2 separate regions of the Sus scrofa genome follow, and region 2 is linked to region 1. A link is a contact called in public Hi-C data. All regions are on one chromosome and are shown on one strand. Each heading gives the region's core, a stretch centred on a gene start, on an enhancer-like site or on the middle of the called end of the contact. The rest is flanking DNA. Distances are from core to core; before and after follow the strand shown.

The links. A called contact is a pair of places that touch in the nucleus more often than the background predicts.
Region 2: a Hi-C map of heart right ventricle shows a contact between it and region 1, with 2.7 times the contacts expected there. The contact joins the promoter of SHF here to the promoter of SQOR in region 1. A contact is called at or near these places in 2 of 47 Hi-C or Micro-C datasets (embryonic fibroblasts and heart right ventricle) and 1 of 2 datasets of contacts at active chromatin or transcription factors (alveolar macrophages).

What each region holds. Positions count from the first base shown.
Region 1 is chr1:126,135,430-126,138,967 of Sscrofa11.1, reverse strand. It overlaps SQOR (sulfide quinone oxidoreductase), which reads left to right and starts at 1,941. Exons shown (of 11, transcript NM_001244238.1): 1 at 1,941-1,963.
Region 2 is chr1:126,547,766-126,551,303 of Sscrofa11.1, reverse strand. SHF (SH2 domain-containing adapter protein F) reads right to left here and starts at 1,568. Exons shown (of 6, transcript XM_005659642.3): 1 at 1,045-1,568. The coding sequence starts at 1,542.

The DNA.
Region 1 (3,538 bases), core at 692-3,191:
AAACATTCCAAATTATTAGGAAAATGCAAATTAAACCACAATGTTTGGTTAGCTCATACCTATAAGAGGGCTAATGTCAAAAGGGCTAGAAATAAGTATTGACAAGGATGTGGAGAAAAGGGAACCCTTTTGTTGGTGGGAATGTAAATTGGTATAGTCCAACGGAAAACAGTATGGAGATTCCTCAAAAAATTAAGAATAGGACAATATGATCCAGTTATCCCACTTCTGGGTATTTATTCAAAGAATAGGAAAATATTAATTTGAAGATACTTGCACTCCTAAGTTCATTATGGCATTGTTTACAATAGCCAAGATTTGGAAACAGCCTAAAGCATGCCCATCAATGGATGAATGGATAAAGATGTGGGATACATATATATATGTGTGTGTATATTCATTACATATATAGTATGTATGTGTATATATATATATGTATATATATATACACGAAATACTACTCAGACATAAAAAAGGATGAAACCTTGCCATTTGTGACAACATGGATGGATCTTGACGGTATTATGCTAAGTGCATTAATTCAGATGGAGGAAGACAAATACTGTATGACTTCACTTGTATGTGGGATATAAAACGCAAACAAAATAATCAAACAAATTAAACAAAAACACTGAAGTGCAGAGAAAAGAATAGTGGTTACCAGAGGGGAGCGGGGGAGGGGAAGGATGAAATGAGTAAAGGGGATCAACTGTAGGGTGAGGGATGGAAATTAAGTATTTGCTTGTAAGCATGCTGTAGGGTATAAAGAAGTAGAAATGGAATATAAAATGTTATAAACCAAAGTTACTTCAATAAAAAATAAACCTGAAAAAAAAAAAAAAAAAAAAGAAAGCAAGCAAGCCAGGGGGAGGAGCTCAGAAATTGTTAACAACTTTATTAGGTTGCTTTCCTGAGGCAACCGTCTCTTTGTGGTTACCTCAATAATTTTTGGTTTGCTAGTGTTCCTCTTTAAAAAGAAAAAAAAAAAGTATAGAAAAAAGTTGACTGAAACAAAAAATTCAAAAAACTAGTTCTTCAAAAATTGCAAAATGAAATAAATGTAAAACAAATGTAAGTAGTTATATTTTCAGGGGACTTTTTAAAGGAAAGTTTGTAACTCACATCTAAAGTTATTAAAGCTTAAAATTGCAGCAAGACTTCTGGACACCCAATGCATGCTATGAAAATGTTCTCTAGATCTGATGTGGTGGAAAACCACTCACCTACACTTCTCACCTACTTAGAGCAGCCAGTTGAAAACATCTAGCATGAAAGTATGATTGAACATGGTTTGGAGGCGAGCGGGTGAAAGCCAGCTGACCTTAGCCTCCACCCCTGAGGGAAAAGCGCTGCTCCAACGCTTAATAAGGTGAAGTTTTGGGGCTTCTCTGAGCCTCGGTTGCCTTAGCTGAGAAATGTGCATGGGAACAGCTGTCTCTCTGGACAATGTTTGGAACCAGATGAGAAGCACAGGGCCCACTGGAGGACCAGAAGACGCCAACCGCCGGGCCTCTGCCCACAGCCCCGCCTTCACCTTTGTCCCTCCCAGTTACGCAACAGAGTAGGCACCCAGATGGGGGAGAGCGATAGGTGCCCTCCGTGCCCACTCTGTGCCTAGGGCGCCCAGCCACACTCCAGGGTGCGCTGGGGGTAGGGGCGAGTCTGCCTCGCCGGCGGAGCCCCGGCCCGCTGGACCCACGTCCCTGGCTGTCCCCCGTGCGTGCTCATAAGCCTGGGTGCAGTCTGAACTTGGCCTTGGTGCTGGGACTGCGGCGCCGGGCGGGGCGCTGGCGGGACCTTTCCGGAACTTTCTGGGGGGTCGGGGCGGGGTGGGGCTCGCTCTCCCCGCCTCCAGCCTCCGCCCGGGGAGCGGGTGGTGCCCCAGCTGAGGCTGCAAGCCCCAGCGGGGAGCGGCAGGTTTTGCTGCGCCAACACTGTGGCCGGAGGCTCTGCGCGCCTTTGGGTAAGAGGCATACCCCTCGGCCGATCTCAGGCCCGTAGGGGAGGGGGACCAGGCGGGGACAGAGATCGCTCTGAGGCCGGTTGTTTATCTAGATATGTCCAAGCAGCTGGGACTGTTCCATCCCTCTTTACACTTTTCTTGCCCACACAGCATTCACAGCTCTTGCCGCCCTTGTTGGAACCTGGGTCTTGGGACCCCTTCCCAGTGTCAGGCCTCGGGGTCGCTGAGAGACCGGACCTGTGAGGAGCGATTAAATACTGAAGTTATCTGTTGGCTTGTGTATGGGGATTTTTTGCTAGAGTGTGTGGGAATTTCTGGCACCTTTCACCTGTTGACTGTGTTCTTAAGCATGTTTCCTGGGTCGCAAGTGAGCGCTCAGCCCCAGTGGGGTGGGAGGTGACGTCTGCTCCTTTGCCCATAGTGGGGCACGTTTCTCCAATGCCAGAGCTCAAGGGACCGAGGAGCGCTGGAGGAGGCAGCTTCAGCTGCTGCTGGAAGCAACAGAGGAGAGCATTTAGGGCCGTGCCCAACAGGAATTGGTGGAAAGAGTCCTCTGGTCCTTTCCTTTCCCATTCGTTTCTCTCTTTTAATTATAAAAATCCCAAACTAGCTTCATACTCAAAGACACAGTGAGCAGAGCCTCCGGGTTTGCCTGTACGGCCCATTGCTGTAATGTAGGTTTCTGACCAATTTTTGTGTCTTGTATCCCTTGGACAGTTCGGGGAAGACTAAGGACCCTTTCTCAGGGCAATATTCTTAAAGGTAAAAAAACAAAAGGCAAAGTATTATCAAGGAAACCAGTTCCAAAAAACTTGTCACAATATTAAAAGAATTTATGATATTTATGATATGTTCTTAAAAAAAAAAACAAAACGAATGCATTAAATAACAAGATCCGGCAGTGGATCTAATAGCTACTGAAATTTCGAAGTCATAATGAACATAAGATTTCAAGATTTAGAAAATCCTTGTAATATAAGAATATGTCTGTGATTTCTCTTTGTGAAAAAGTGGTGGGCACAGTCAGTATTCCTGGGGTTGTCGCCTGTATATGTAATTGAAGAAAGTGCTAAATTTCAGTTAGAGATTAATGAAAATAAAGATGTGAATTTTTATTTTCCACCCAAGTTCATGGTTAAGTGGAAAGGGTAGTGCACAGGAAGTCAGGTCACATGGCTTCTGGTCTTGACACTTCCATTGACTAGCAGCATGAGCTTGTCTTTTGGACTTATTTCCACCTTGACTTCTTCATTGTACAGTAGAGATAATCATGACTTCCTACTTATTTAAGGTGTCCAGCACTGCATCTGCTACAGAGAGGGTGAAATAAATCCCATTTATTAGAACTTGTTTTTCTCTCTTCCTAGACCCCAAGTTTATAGCCATCACCATTGTGTCTCCATTCTTGGTAGATGGAATGTACTCAATAAATACTTTTTGAATGAATAAGTGTATTGGAGAGGATTGCTTGAAAGTACATCTAAAAAAAACCTCCCAAATTCATCCAGGAGACAGCTGGTCGTTTGCAAAATGACTCTGCTTAAAATTTGGGCTTCTTTTTCCTACTGGCCGAAC
Region 2 (3,538 bases), core at 319-2,818, 410 kb before region 1:
GGTAAGTGAAGAGGGACAACAGCGCCAGGGCAGCCCACAGAGTCATAGTCTTAGAATTTAGCGCTACAGGGACCTGGAGATGGCTTTCAGCTGTCAGGGAGGGATAAGGCCACACTGGGTTGGGCAGGGGGTGGCTTCTCTAACAGGGGCCTCTAAGGCACAGTGGATGTTCTCAGGAACAGTGAATGCCCAGCCCTCCTCTCCACCCCAAGCCTGCAGATTCATGAAAAGCTGTAACCACCCTTAGAATGAACCTGGGCAAGAGGAGGCCAAGAGGAGGAGAGGAAAGGAGAAGTGGACTCAGTTGCTTAGCCCCTTATGGGCAACAGGTTCTGAGCATAGATTGTTCCCATACCTGGGGGGACAAAGAATGGGCCTGCCTGGATCTCAATGGTCAGCATCCTTGGTGAAGACCTGCATACTGCCTGTTCTGGCTTCCTGAGAACAACAGTCCACCCGGCTCCAGTGCCACTGGGCAAGGCAAAGGCCAGCTCTTGCTGTGTCCACAGAGAGAAACCCAGCCTGCGCCTCCTTCCTGGAGCTTCAGCACCTACAAAGATGCTCTGGCTTTCTTAAAAGGAAGAAAGGAGCTTTGTGCTAGCTCTGCCGCCCTGGGGTTGGGGGCGGGGGTCAGAGATCAAAGGGCAGTGAGCTGCTGCTCCCAGGGGGCAGAAAGGCCATAAAAAGGGGGAGAAGGGGAGCTCAAATTCCGTTAGAAAAAGGCTCCTTGATTAGGCTCCGGGGGCTGCGATGAGGAGAGCAGAGCCTGGGCGGGGGCGGGTGGGGGGGGAGTGTCACTAGTTCTGGGGCAGTAATAGGGGATAGAGGCAGAGTTTGGGGAGCACGTCCCAGGTAAGAAGGTCGAGAATCTGAACAAAGGTGGATGAAGGCTCCGAACCCTGGGGACCGGGACTAAAATTGTGTCCGCCAGGAACCGTGACACCGCGGGGCCCGGACCCGGCCAGGGCACCTTTGTCCCTCTCGAAAGCCCCAGACCGCTGACCACCTCTCCTCCTGGACACCTCCGCCCGGCGCGGCACTCACCCGGTCGCTGCTGGCGGGAAGTCCAGAGATCCTTTCCTCAGGAGGGGGCGCTGGGGGGCCAGGGGTCTCGACCCGAATAAGTCGGTGGGGGGGCGAGCCGTGACGCGGAGGCGGCGTGGGGCCGGGGACGGCAGGGGTGGCTAGGGCAGCGGAGCCGGACGGCCCCCCGGAATAGGGGTCTTCGAAGTCGCGCTCCTTCTGCAGTCGGTAGGCGGCCAAGATGTCCGGGGGTGGTGCGGGGGGTGCGGCCGGGGAGGGTGTAGGGGGGCGGTAGTCCGGTTCGGGGGGCGCCGGTTTGCCTCCACCTCCGCCGCCGCCCCCGCCGCGGAAGCCCAGATGCTCCCGGAGCCACTTGGCCACTCCGCCGCTGCTACCCCCTCCTGGGCCGGCTCCTGCACCCCCGGCGCCCCGGCGCGATCCCCCCGGGCCGCCCCCTGCGCTCCCCTGCGCCCGCGGCCCCGGGCCGGAGCCAGCCGGAGGAGCTCCGCTCAGTAACATGGGGCCAGCCAGACTGAACGCGGGGAGAGCAGCGGCCTGGCTGGGGGCGGGGAGGGGGCGGGGAGGGGGCGGAGCTCCACTGGCGGCTGGAGGGGGTAGGGCTCGTCAGTAACAAGGGAGGGGCGGGGTTCCGCTACCTAAAAGGGTCTACCTCCCCTGCCCCATGTAAAAGAAGGGCTGAGGCTTCCAGCCCTTGTGAATACTGGAGAAGTAAAGTGGCGACCCCGAGGGCAGGGAATGCGACCTCTGAGGATGAATCCCCCATGTGTCGCCCAAACGTGCCCCTGATGGGGGCGCACCTGTCCTTATATGTTCCCCTCCCCACCTCCCACCTCCCGCGTGACGCCGAGAGGGGAGCCCTCAGACTCCAGGGTTCTTGGCCCTCCGGAGCCTTCCGCCCCCACCTTTACCCTCCCCAAGGCCTCCCACCTGGGAAATAATATCGTAGGAGGAAAAACTGGGGTGGGGTATGAAACAGGGGCTGTTCTGTAAGATGTGTCTGTAACCACCACCTCCCGCGTGCTACCATGGGAGCCCCACCTACTGCCTCCAATCTAACTGCCCGCCCCGCCCGCACATACTCAAACCCACTCTGGGCAGATACGCCTCACGTTACAGTCAACTCCCTAGAGGCACCCACGTCTCCCGTGGGGTTTCCACACATCCTTCTCTCAGGCAAATCCCTCCCACTCACAGGCGCACCCGCGCTAAGCAGATGCCCCCTCTTCCTCCCCGCCCTAAGGGCAGTGTGCGCACAGAGAAATCCCTTCAAGTCACATCCTGGGTTTCATTGTCAATCAGATTAGTGACAGAATAAAAACAGACAAGTCAATAAATCAAGTCTAGAAACAGTTCCAATGTTGTCTATCACAAACCCCTTATCTTCCAGAGGCTGGGATGCTCAAGCAATAGGCATTTTTGTCTTAGAAATAAAGCGTTTCTCCCCAGAAACGTTGTAACCCTGAAGCTGACGCCAACATTTTCTTTTGGCTCAGTTAGAAAGCAGCTTCACCTCACCAACATCCCACTCCCACTCCCACCCCCCTTGGCACTGCCTCAGTGTCTCCCTTATTCTTAGGCTCCTATTTACCTTGTAAGGGGGCAAAGACTCAAGAGATGTCGCAAAGGGAAGAGGCCTTAAAGCTGGAGTAGAGTAAGATGTGATGGTAAAACTGAGAATCCCCTAGGATTCCCAGGGCCCTCAAAATATTCGTGGAGTTTTTGCCCTGTTCACATTCTAGTCGGTGTTACAGAACAGTGTTTTTCAAACTTTAATGTGAACACAAATCTCCTGGGGAACTTGTTAAATTGAAGTTTCAGATTCTGTAGGTCTCGCTGGGATGGGGTCCCTGTGTAGTTCTAACAGGCTCCCAGATGATACAGATACAACTGGTCCTCCCACCACACTGAGTGGAAGGGCTATAGTAGATGCTGAAACATCTGATATTGTTCCTCATTTCATGGCTTATGATAGAGGAAATACCATGTACATTGTAAAAATGTGCAGCTTAAAAAATTGACTAACAGGGAGTTCCCATTTTGGCTCGGTGGGTCCCTACTAGTATGCGTAAGGATGCGGCTTTGATCCTTGGCCTTGCTCAGTGGGTTACAAATCCCACATTGCCTCAAGCTGCAGCCAGCCATGGGTCACAGGCAGCTGGGATCTGGCGTTGCCTTGGTTATGATGTAGGCTGGCAGCTGCAGCTCCGATTTACCTGGGAACCTATGTGCCGTAGGTACAGCCCTGAAAGGCTGAAAAAAAATTGGCTAACAAAGCAATGCTGGACATAGAGATAATAAAGACTGGTCCAGAAGAATGGTCCAGTTGATCCACATTGGATGGTCTCCTCAATCACTGGGTGTCTGACAACAATAGTTACGGGCTGTAGCCAGATCTTTGAGGATTGGTGGCAAGGTACTCAATGCCGCTGTCTCACTTTCCTTATATCTGCAAAAGGCATGACAGCATGGTAATTGTCATTGAGGGTTAGGGGAA